Linked DNA regions of Mus musculus: region 2 is linked to region 1. A link is a contact called in public capture Hi-C data. All regions are on one chromosome and are shown on one strand. Each heading gives the region's core, a stretch centred on a gene start, on an enhancer-like site or on the middle of the called end of the contact. The rest is flanking DNA. Distances are from core to core; before and after follow the strand shown.

What was found. Capture Hi-C pulls out chosen DNA fragments and counts their contacts.
Region 2: a contact with region 1 is called in a capture Hi-C map of bone marrow-derived macrophages, with 5 times the contacts expected there. The contact joins two enhancer-like sites. A contact is called at or near these places in 2 of 9 other capture datasets (bone marrow-derived macrophages and liver).

What each region holds. Positions count from the first base shown.
Region 1 is chr5:19,889,396-19,895,555 of GRCm38.p6, reverse strand. The region is part of intron 2 of Magi2 (membrane associated guanylate kinase, WW and PDZ domain containing 2); the gene reads right to left. Among named protein-coding and RNA genes, the nearest start is that of Gm52765, 120 kb to the right of the region's middle. Within about 2 kb of position 3,860, at least 28 of the 459 cell types and tissues checked have an H3K27ac peak or open chromatin away from gene starts, as enhancers often do. A contact at or near this core is called in bone marrow-derived macrophages, where this site is marked.
Region 2 is chr5:19,966,691-19,972,850 of GRCm38.p6, reverse strand. The region is part of intron 2 of Magi2 (membrane associated guanylate kinase, WW and PDZ domain containing 2); the gene reads right to left. Among named protein-coding and RNA genes, the nearest start is that of Gm23570, 120 kb to the left of the region's middle. Within about 2 kb of position 2,565, at least 13 of the 459 cell types and tissues checked have an H3K27ac peak or open chromatin away from gene starts, as enhancers often do. A contact at or near this core is called in bone marrow-derived macrophages, where this site is marked.

The DNA.
Region 1 (6,160 bases), core at 2,611-5,110:
AGACGAAACCTTAGTATTTCATGAGAGAGAAGACTCAGAAGAAAGAAAAGGAAACGGAGTCACTCTAGACTATAATGGTTTGATCAGGCCTAGTGAAAGGATCATGAGTATGGCACTACCGAACATTTGTGTAAACTGGGGAAGGAGAGACAGAGAGAGAGAGAGGGAGGGGGAGGGGGAGGGGGAGAGGGAGAGGGGAGGATATATATATATATAATTATAATCTATCTATATATAGATAGATTATAATTTGAAATACTAAGCCCCTGTGGCATGTCTAGAATTTTGATAATAATTTAACATGAATTTTATATTAAATTGCCAGCATTTTTCCACTCTAATCTAACGAATTGTGGAACATCTTGAAAGTAAGATCCACGTTTTTAATGCTTTTCTACGTGTACCTACAGTGCCTGAGAAAACCATAAGTGGTCACTATTATGATAGTGTTTAGCTGGCCGTCTTCTTGCTGTTCTTTAAGGTACACCATTGCTTAGATACCTGGACTCAGGGTGGAATAGGAATCCAGTTTCTTTTGATAAAGAAACAACCTCTGGTATCAGAATGAAAGCTAAGGGTGTCCCGAGGTAGCCAGTAACACAAGGACTTTCTCGGAATGTTCCCTTGTACCAAGTCACATGGACTTTGTTTTCAGAGGGGGTTGATTTGACTTGGAGACAGTTAAATGTACCACTTGGACGGCATATATATTCACATGTAAGAAGGAACATAATTATAGCTGTGCCTTGATAGCCTTCATTTACAGTGCTATTTTAGAAACAGATAGTTTTCAATTGGTTTACAGTGTTTAGGGGGGAGGAGTTTTACTGTGTAGAAGCTCAGAGCTTTGGCCCTATGGATTTTCTCCACTGACATTCAGTGAAGTGGAGTTTTACAATGGGTGAATCCACAAGGAGTCAACAACCCAGCTCATAGCTATGGGACACTTCTTCCCAGTCAACCACACCCTTCAGTACAGAGTTCCCATTCCAGGATTTTAGAGAGAAAATCTCCACAGAAACACCTTATTGGGTTGTTAATTAGCAAAACAGCTGTTAACTACTGTAGTGGAATAATTTTTACAAAATGAAGGGAAGCATACATCTTTTCTAACACACAGGATGTGACCTATTTCTTTTAAATGTCAAGCATAGAGAAACAGACTTTTATTTTTAAAATAGAGAAATACCTGTCCTTCTTTGATTGAGTCTATTAGCTAATGTTTTCTCATCATGGAAAAAAAAAAAGGCCATGATTTTGGCACAGTTATTTTAATATTACTGGAAGATGTCAGCAGCGATTAATTGAGAAAACAAGGCTAACTTTTTTTCCCACATCTTTCTTTCTTTTACTTAACACTTAATCATGAAATATGTAAGAATTATTATTATTATTATTATTATTATTATTCTGCATCTTTCTAAATGTTCTGCAGGCTTACATGCTCAATATAAAAAGGCTGGGCAACGGAAATAGCCCACTGTGTGAAGTGCTGACCACTCAAGTGTGAAGACCTGAGTTTGTATTAGCAGAGTAATCCCATGTAAAGCCACCTGCATTTGTAACCACAGTCCTGCTGTGCATGGAGTCCCAAGGTGCATGGCAGAATGCAGTGCCCAGAGTGCTGCCTGTCCTGCAAGCTGACCTAGTATACACCATGTGAACACCAGTTCTTGCTTCAAATAAGATTAAAGGTAAAGAATGAAACCCATACACGTGTTCATCCACACACTTACACATCACCACCAATCTCTCTCTCTCTCTCTCTCTCTCTCTCTCTCTCTCTCTCTCTCTCTCTCTCTCTCTCTCACACACACACACACACACACACACACGTATAAAAATTAAATAGGTATTTTAATTTATATTTGCTGTTAGAGGAAAAAGCTCTTTCTTATCCTCTAGTTACACTCGTATTTGTGTTCATTAAATATAAAAGTTGCAGAAAAATCAAACTAAATAAAATTTTCCTCGTAGAGTTTTGTTATTAGGCAATGTTTTCAAATGGAAACAAAATGAAACTTATTATCTTCAAATGAGATAAAAATTTACATCAAAGGAATGCTTTTCTTTTTCTCCTCCAAGTTAGTTTATTTAAAAGTCAATTAGGTTTATGTAGCCTGAATTTATAAACAAAATTGGTATTGAATCATTTTCTTTTAGAAACCAATTCTTTTGTTTTTTCTTTTTAATGTTCCAGTAGTGAAAAGTATGCATTCTTCGTTAATATTTACAATTTTAGACAGTCAGGATTGAAGAGCTGTTAAAAGCTGGGGAAGATGAAGTGTCTGTTTTGCCAGCATGTCAAAGATGCTGCCTCTGTCCCACTTACAGATCTCTCAGGATATGTTTATAGCCTCCTTTGGTAGTCTGTTATTGGTTTTCTTTTTTAAGATTGAAAAGCATATCATTTACTTACATAATTGCTCCTCTAGTGTCTGTCCATATCTTACTCCTTCTTTCAAAAGCCATACTTTATTCTCCTTCTTTCCTGTTTACAAGAGTCACTTAATTCATTTGAGCTAAGTGTTCCTGTGAATCAGCAGAAAGGTAGATAGGAATTCCTTAGGGTCTCTTTCAACGTTAACACTGTAGGCAGTTTCAAAGAAAACCTGAAGAGCTACACAATACCATGTGGTAAATTCTGCATGGTTACTTTCCTGATGAGATCTCGTCCACCTGACAGCATCACACTGAGACTGGAGGAGACACACAGATGGATGGAGGAGATATATAATGAGGTCACATGAGAGAGACAGGTAGGGTCTACTGGGCAGGTAGGATTTACCTACCAGTGTTACGCCCAACTACCTACCCCATGGACACTTCTACGGACCTCACAGAAAAACTATGGAATCATCTGTATTTATTAACGTGTATCATTCTAACAAAATACCTGAAGAGAACAACTTTAGGAAGAAAGGGAGAGCTAATTCTGCCCCACAGTTTGATTGCTTGCTGACATGAGGACAGAAGAAACAGGAGTCAGCTGGTGACATTGCATGCCCAATCAGGAAGCAGAGAGAAATGAACACTTGTGGCCAGTTTGCCTTTCCTTTCTGTTCAGTCGCATGGAATTATACACGAACAACATTTAGGTTAGGTTTTTCAGCTTTAAATAAGACAATCTAGATAATTCCTCACAGACATACCCAGAGATTGCCTTCCATGGTGATTATAAATCCTATTGACTTTGCAATTAATATTAACCACCACATTACCCTTGCTGCCTCTCTGTCTCTCAGTCTCTACTGCAGGCATATCTTTAGATTTCCTTTTGACCCACCAATATGCAGGTCTAAGCCACCATCATAGTTATTTAGAGTGATGGATCTCTTTGTTTCTACCTTTCTTCTCAGCCAGATAGGTGGGTTCATTAAACTACAAGTCTGACGGTATTAGTCCTTTTAACCCCCTAAGGAGGTTCCTGACTTAATTAGAATAAACCAATTCATCACAACATGACTTATGAAACCCTTCTCAACTTGAGAGCTACTTCCAACCCACACTCCTCAGAGCAAGACTCTGCCTTCTTCACAGGACTCTAGACACCAAGCTTGTAGAGCTGCCCTCTAAAACAGCAGGCAGACTCCTCCCACTTCCCTCTAAAGCAGCAGGCAGACTCCTCCTACTTCCCTCTAAAACATTAGGCAGACTCCTCCCACTTCCCTCTAAAACAGCAGGCCGACTCCTCTCACTTCCCTTTAAAACAGTAGGCAGTTCCACCCGAAATGCATTTCCCCCAAGCATCTATGTGGCTAACATTTCAAAATTCTTTCCACACTGAGCATGTTTCTGATGGCCCATCTAGCCTTCATCCTGCCTTTAGTTCTCACTTCTAGCCACATCCGTCCCCAGCACACATATACCTAAGAGTTCTATATTTGCCTTTTTTTTTTCTTTAGTAGTTATTAGCATGCAGCATGCTGCTTACCATTGCATATTTCAATTATTTATTTTTCCTCGCATGTCACCCCACAAGAATGCTAATTTGAGTCAATTTTGCTCAGTTCTGTGTCTTTAGTGCCAAAAGCAGAGCCTGGCACAGTCAGTCCAGGTTGTTTCTGACAGCAAGACGAAAATTTTAACTGCTCCTTGGGGAGTAAAGAGGTTTCTGGAGGAAGGGTAAAGCCTGAAAAGCTGGTTTTTTGTTTGTTTGTTTGTTTGTTTTGTTTGTACAGGAATATAAACTCTGTGAGGCTAAAGATTTGATTGGAGGAGAATCTTCTAAGTCAGGTTCTAAATGAGAGGGAATTAACAGAATAATTAAGCTCAATGGATATCTACTTGATGTTCAGAAGGATTCAACCATAGGGGAGTCCTCCAACTTTCTCATCTCAGGACTATCCTGAATGCTTTATAATTTTTTTTTAAGTTTTGCCAGAATAAAAACAAGCAAGAAATAGGTATTTTTACTACAATTGCTATCAAATTGAGCTAAAATTACCCACAAAGAATATATATAACCCATTGTAAATAATTAGCATTGCTTATGCATTAAAACATTTTAAATTCTTAGATAACCAAAAGCAATAAGGTAAAATAGAAAGCGGGTTGGAAGTATGGATGTTAAAATAACTGGGCACCATAACTAGGTGATAAGAAACCATGGCTCAAGACACTTTTATTTGGGATCACAGAGAAATCAGTCTTGAACTGGGCTGGAAACTGTCATTTCCAGGAGGTGCTATGCAAGCTATTGGGGGGAAAAAGATTCCTGGACCTGGACCTTGCATGCTGTCTTAGTGATGTACCCACTGTGCAAGAGTGGCAAGACTGTGGTGGTAATCAACTGCTCTATTGACTGGATTTGAGGCCTGTTCTACAGAAGAGAATTCATGTCTAGTGATGTAACAATGGGCAAAAACAATGGTTAGGGAAATTATGTGGTGTGTGTGTGTTTGTGTGTGTGTGTGTGTGTGTGTGTGTGTGTGTGTGGTGTGTGATGTAGTGTGTGTGTGTGTGTGATGTGTGTGTGTGTGGTGTAGTGTGTGTGTGGTGTGTGTGTGTGTGTGTGTGTGTGTGTGTGTGTGTGTGTGTGTGGTGTGTGGTGTGTGTTTAACGGTCATGCTGTTAAATTGTCTCCTAAATATTACATTTATATACATAAGTGAGTGTGAGCTGTTCCCAATTTTGATCACAGGAATTTATTGCAATATATAGTGGTTAATATAAAGATACATTGCTATTCAAAGTAGGGAAAATATGTGACCATGAGTGCAAACTATAGGTTGAACAGTTTCAAGATCCCTACTCTGCCACGCTCAGGGAGCATCCAGGAAAGGAATGGTCTGCAATGTCCTTCGTATTTGACAGAGATAAAGCTGCAGATGCCTGAACTCATAGCATCTGTGGCTACATACACACGATTCATACAAGTTTAAGCCTGTTAAAAATGTCACCATGGATTGTGGAGAAGAGTCCTATGTCTTAACCCTAACTGATGAGCTATAGACAGGTGATGCTTGCTGGGGGAGAGACAGTTACCTTTGTTAGTGGGATGGCCTCATGCCTATGCCAATGCCCATATAAACATTACTAACTGAACTCAGTGGGTTAATAAGATAATAAAAAGAGAATATGAGTTGGGAAGGAGATGCAAGGGGGTGTGGAAATATGAAGAGTGGGTATGATCAAGAGACATATATATGCATGGAGTTTTCAAAGGATAGATAAAAGTTTTAAAAAGTAATCATACAATAATAACAATTCATGGAGCTAAAGCTAGGTAATGGTTATATATACCACATTCTTTTCCTTTTTCTTTTTTTACTTTCTATATATTTCTACGAATTTGAAAATTTTCATAATTAAAAGTTAGGTATGAAAGAAAAACTGTTCCAAAGTTTTGATTAGTCTGGCTTTCTAGTTCCTCAAAAAATAAATCAAGACAGTTGTCTGCCATTTCCTTCACCTTTGCCTTACTGAACAGGGCATCCTTCATGTTGTCTTTCATGTGAGGGACATCACTGATAGAGCCTAATAAGCTTGTCTCTTGCAGGGGTCAACCTGAGAATGGGCCTGGATGGAACTGGTGTTCTCATGTTTCACAGAATCAAACCAAAGAGCTTTAGTAAACAGAAGGACTGTGTGTTTCCACCCTTTCCCAAGTTAACGCCATGTGGCACATATATGGTAGGTTTTGTTTCTCATAATGAAA
Region 2 (6,160 bases), core at 1,316-3,815, 79 kb before region 1:
TGTGTATTTGATAATAAAAGATAAAAGGACCAGCCTGAGGATCTGTCTATAGCAAATGTCAGTTACAAGATTCCACAATGTTTTTGAAATCATTTTAACAGGAGGCACACATTCACTGAAGTAGCATGTGACCTTGTGTTAGTAGGTTAGTAGGATATATTTTTTGAGGTTTGGCATTCTGCTTTCATGTGATTTAGAACGCTATCTTCTCCACACATAAAAAAAGTTTAGTTTACATTTAGTACATACTATATGTTGTGATGCAAATTTGCACCAAGCTTTCAGTTCAACACTTAGGATACTCTTCTGACATATATTCTCATTGTACAAGTCAAGAAACCAAGGAAGCAGGTATTAACTTTTCTGAACATAAAAATTTAATAAATTGAGCCATAACAATTTTCCACTGGTACCAATAGTTGTAATATTCACATATAGAAGGACAGTCAAGTACAAAGACTCATACCATCAATTTATACAAAAGTAGTCAAGCTGCAGTAAACTCTATACCAGTAAAGTTCCTTCCAAGTGCATACTTTCTCGTTCTTTCTCATTGTACTTAGCCAGATGAATGCTTCATTATCCCTCGGGGTTCAATTCTTTATCATGTGTATATATGTGTACATATATGCATGTATAGGTGTATGTGTGTGTGTGTCTGTGTGTGTGTGTGTGTGTGTGTGTGAGATATGTATGAGTGTACATGAGTGCACATGTGCATGTGTCTGGGAATATCAAAGGTCAATAAGTTATTGATATTCACATTATTTTTTGAGACTGGGTTTCTCACCATACCTGTATCTAGGGCTCACTCACTAGTTATACTGGTACTTTAGTGAGGCCTCTGTTTCTGCCTTCTATTCCAGAATTACAGGTGTACAACACCACGACTAACTTTTATGTTGGGTTGTTGGATCAAAACTTGAATTTCTCCAGTTTGTGCAGCGAACAATTTACCCACTGAGCCATCTCCCTGCCCTCCAGTTCAATCCCTGAGAACCAGCTAATTCATGCTTTTTAACCAATAGAAGACCAGTTAGGCCTGACGCTTGGGAGAATAAGACTATTTTTAACGTGGTAAAAATGCTTCCTGTTGTTTCCAATTCCCTGGGCACAAGATTCGTGTGAGCCTAGATTAGGATGCACAGTTAATCATGCCAGGTAGCAGTTCATATAGCAATCCCAGTGCCCAGTGGGGATATAGAGCCTGTGTGATGCTATCAAAGAACATCTGGGTCCCACGAGATCTAGAAAGCTTAGCCCTGGCTACACCACCACCCCACTGTCTGGGGTTAGACTAGGAATATGAGGGCTCTGCTCATCTATTGGAGAATATATTCAGCAATACAAAACATCAGAACACTGTCTCTGGAGAAAGCAGATGAACAGCTAGATTTACCTGAAAATAGAATCCCACAGCTTTCGAATGTCTTAGATAGTCAATTTCTCTGGATATTCTTTGTGAACTAATTAATGGAATGTGAAAGCAATCTCTGTAATCCGATGCATGCCATTTCAAACTATTTCAGGGAATTGCGAGTTCTAATACAAACATGTAAAATTGTGAAAAATAATACTTAATTGTTTTTCTAGTACAATAACCTTAAGCTGCTTTTATTAAAATGAAGGCAAGAAGAACAATAACTGACCTTCAAATAACATCCGCATTGTGTGGATAGACTGTGTGAGAATGTGTTCCCAAAGTTCATAAAAGCTAAGTTGCTGTTAGTCTTGCATTATGGAAAGTAGGAGTAGCCAGATTTTTTTTTTTTTTTAATTTAGATAGAAATACTGCAGCATGCATGGTTCACACAAGAACTTAACTGCAGAAAAATAGCTAGGGTACAACTCTCACCATCTTCCTTGCAAAGACAAAGGTTGTGCCAAGGGCTTGGAAGTCTCTAGCTGCTAATAATAGCTCATTCTATCCATTAAACCTGCCTCGCCATCTCAGGTGTTTGACATATGAGGTGCCTGGCAACAGGGCTATCAAGAGTTCCATTACTGGGTACTTACTCTCCCCAAACTCTGACAGTGTGCACAGAATTTAATTTAGGCCATCTCTCTCTCTCTCTCTCTCTCTCTCTCTCTCTCTCTCTCTCTCTCTCTCTCTCTCTCTCTTTTAATGTTGTTCAAAAATCTGAAAAGCTTAAAGAGAAGTTATAAGCAAAATACAATTTAATGTCTTTGTGACTTTTTTTGTGTTATATAATTCATCAGTTACAATCTTAGTTGTATCAGTATTTAAGCACAACAACCTTGCTGTAGTCAAACACCATGTATCAAATGGCTTCATTTCTATATTTAGAAATGAAGAAACGAGTCACACTGATAATGATGCATCAGCATAGAACTGTGGTTAGAGAATTTTCTCCAAAGTGAAGATAAATTCTTTCTTATGTAAATACATCAAAGTATATCTAATTAACTGTATATAAAATCATAAATAAGTCATGCTTTGTAGAAGGATAATTTGGAAGCAATATTTGGAGGAATGCAGTGGCAATGACTCACAGACGACTTATTTTTCCTCTTAGACTGTAAAAGGTGGCGAGTCACACTGATTGAGCACTTTCTAGGTCCCAGTCACACAGCCCTGTGTATGTGGCAATCCCACCACATCCTAGGAGCAGATCTATGGGGCTGGAGCTATGACTGGTCTCATTTGATACATAAAGACACTGAGAAGACTCAGTTAACTTTGAGGATTGAAAGCTGGGCAATCCAAATTTACAATTAGTCCTTTCGACTATTACTTCTCTAATTTATATATGTGAAAAATTATAGCTTATGAAATTTATTCATGATACGCTAAGATAGTCTCTTACATTTAAATAATGAAGATCATGCAAAATGGTCTGCTTTATTTTATAAGTTGGCACCAAATGTGAAGCAGCTTAGTGATGTACAACTGTTATGGGAAGAGATGTTTCTGAGCCACTTAGACACTGGGGAACTCAAGCCATTTTAATTCAGAGCCCAGACAGAATAATTTCAAAAGAAAAAGTTGTTTCTTTCATCAGAAACGTAAACTTAATTACCCACTTTTCTGTTTTAGAGGAAAAGTTCTATGCACATCCCTAATTATGACTTGTGGTTCCAGACAGATAGAACAACATCGCACAAGATTGTTTTAGCATTAATTTGCTTCTTTGAGGAAAAATCTGTGATTCGATGCAAAGCAGTGTGTACAAATCATTGTATGGGGTGAGCATCTGAAATGGAGGCTTAACATCTGTCTAATCACAGCCTAGAACTAAAGTGTGGTAGGAAAAAAAAAAATTGGCTCTAGTGTTGGAAAAGCTGACTTTGACCTGAACTCTGGTAAGCTTTTATATGATCACTAAGTCCATATTTTGTCAACCAGAAAAGACTTCCCAGGCCAAGCATTCCATTTGCATTCTTATTCTTGTCCACACTACAGTGCACCCCTCTGTTGCTGGGTCCTCTCGGGTAAAAGCTAAGTTTTAGATTATCTATGCAAGGTGCACACACTTGTACTCCCAAAGACATAATAAAGTCTGTATCTAGTGAGCTGCCGAAGAACGATCCAGACACTATAAGAATTAATCTCAGACAGTCCTCTTCAAAGTTAACCATCTCACTTTTCTTCATGTTCTCTCACTAAAAGCAGATTTAACTAATATTTTGGGTTACCTCAAACTTTAACTGCTATAAAATAAAAGTTGGATATCTCTATATTGTGAGGGGGGTAAGTACATATGGGAACTTGAAAAGAACATTTTAGAATAGGTTAGTTTATTTTTATTTTGAAATTAAAGCTATCCAGCTTTCCATTCATTCAGAAAATTTCTAAATCTTTAAGTTGTGAGAATTCTGTAAAGTACTTTAAAGGGAGTACTCTAAGGAATTCAATGGCAGTTTGATGACAATTCAGAAACACACTTTCCTACATTCACATTTTTAAAAACATGCTCAGTTTCACACATGTACATTTTAAATTGCAGCTGATTTTGCTCTGATGTGCCTTTTGCCATCTCCTCCCTCTCCAGCTGAAGCCATTCTCGCACCAAGCCCCTTTCCTGCTTTCCTGTTAGCCTTGGCAAAGGAATCAATTTTATCAAGGATAAAGGAATACATTTGCTCAAATGAGCTGTGTCAGCTACCACCCTCTGAGGACTAGAATTTTCAAGTCCAACCTACAAATAAAAATGTGAAGAGATCAAAACAGCAATTTTGATTATTGTTCTACAGAATAGAAAAATTGGGAGGCAAATGAATTAATAGTAAATCAGACTCAGAAAATTTGCATCAGATAAATAGCTGTTATAAGAGTCTCTGTGACAGCGTATATTTGATTAATATATAAGCAATATATCATTTGATGATAAAACTAGAAGAAAATTTATTTATATTTTTAAAAGCATACTTAAATGTTTTATTACATTGATTTACACACTTTGTGTGTGTAAGTGTGTGTGTGTGTGTGTGTGTGTGTGTGTGTGTGCATCTCTATGGGCATATGCCTCAGGGCCAATGTCGAGCCTAGTGTACATGGTGCAGGAGTCTGTTTCCTTTCTCTACTGTTTGCACCTGAAGGATGAGACTCAACGCATCAGGCATCCCAACAAGTCTTAGGCCCTGCTGGACTATCTGGCAGTGGACTTATTCATAATTATTAGCTCAAGAAAATATCTTTAACTAATTACTTGACATATGAGGTATGACTCTTTAGTCACGACAGTGAAAATTTAACATAATAGTCTTTAACAAATATAGTGCATTTTGCTTGTAAACATGAATGTGCCCATCTGATAAATATGTAATGAATATGTTACAGACCTTCCAACTGTACTTTTACTATCTTAGCTATCCACCAGTAAAACTAAAAGTCTGGCATGCAGAAAAGTAATATAGTTGGGCATAACAATGTCGGGAGGAAACTGGATCAAGGCCATCCATATTTTTGCTATAGTTCTATATGGAACATTTCTAGATAGAGTTTATGGAGGTGAAACACCAAAACAACTTCACAGTCTCCTTAGTATATTCATTATCACTTTTCAATTTTTAAAGGAAGTAACATAAAGAGCGTCTATTAAGATAATATTTTTATTTACTTTATTGGCATTGCTTGTTTACTACTACAGTCATAGAGACACACAACTTAAATTCTAAACTGGTAAAATCCAAGAATTATGGCTTAATTTGCAGGTGCAGTACTGAATGGCACAGAATCACAGTAAGAAGTGAGGTAAATTTAATACTTAAAGTAAGACTTGCTATATAATTTGGATTAACATATATGACATACGGATAGTCAAAGACATTTGGTTCTTAGATGATTTGCCTTATAGCTTGAACTATATATTTTATTTAATAGGATAAGCCAACAGTTATGTAAGTCAGAAGCTGTAGCCCTGTTTGTCATAGACTAACATCATCATGTAATAACTTAGAGATCACATCTAGTTAAGCTCCCTCGTATTAATGGGAGGATAGAACCAGGAACAGGTGAAGAATTGCCAGAAAGGACTCCTCATAGTAGCAAATTGAAAGCTATAAGAAAGCGCACAGTAAGCATATACAGGTCGCTGCAAATACAGATACAAAATTCATTTTTATAGCATTTATTTATTTCAGAGTCGGGGACAGACACATGCCACTGCACGTGTACACAGGTCAGAGAACAACTTTGGAGAGTTCCTTGGTCCTTCCATGGTGTAGGACTCAGGAATCAAACTCAGACCAGGTTTGGTGGCAAGTGCCTTTATGTACTGCACCAACTTATCAGTACACAATCTTTTAAAGGTTCCCCCATTGCGTCTCATTCTACCTTCATTTACTTCTTATTTTGAACAAAATAAACTTGTTTTCTTCAGAATACATGTTTACTAATTTAATTAATTATAAGCTAGGTTTATCAATTCAAACATTTGTTGGAGACTAATAAAACACACATTTAGTTTAATGCCTCATTTTTTTCTTTAGAATTTGAAAAAAAATACAGGAATATCTTTAGGCCTGGGTATTTGAGGACTTACTAAGAACCCAATATCATCATGACTTCTGACTGTACATTGTAAAATATCATCAAGAGAAGACTGCAATGAGGAAGAAGAATGTAGAGACTGACAGACTAATGCAAGAATGGGCAGAATTGTGCAATGAAGGAGAAGAGAGGACTATAAGGAGAAGG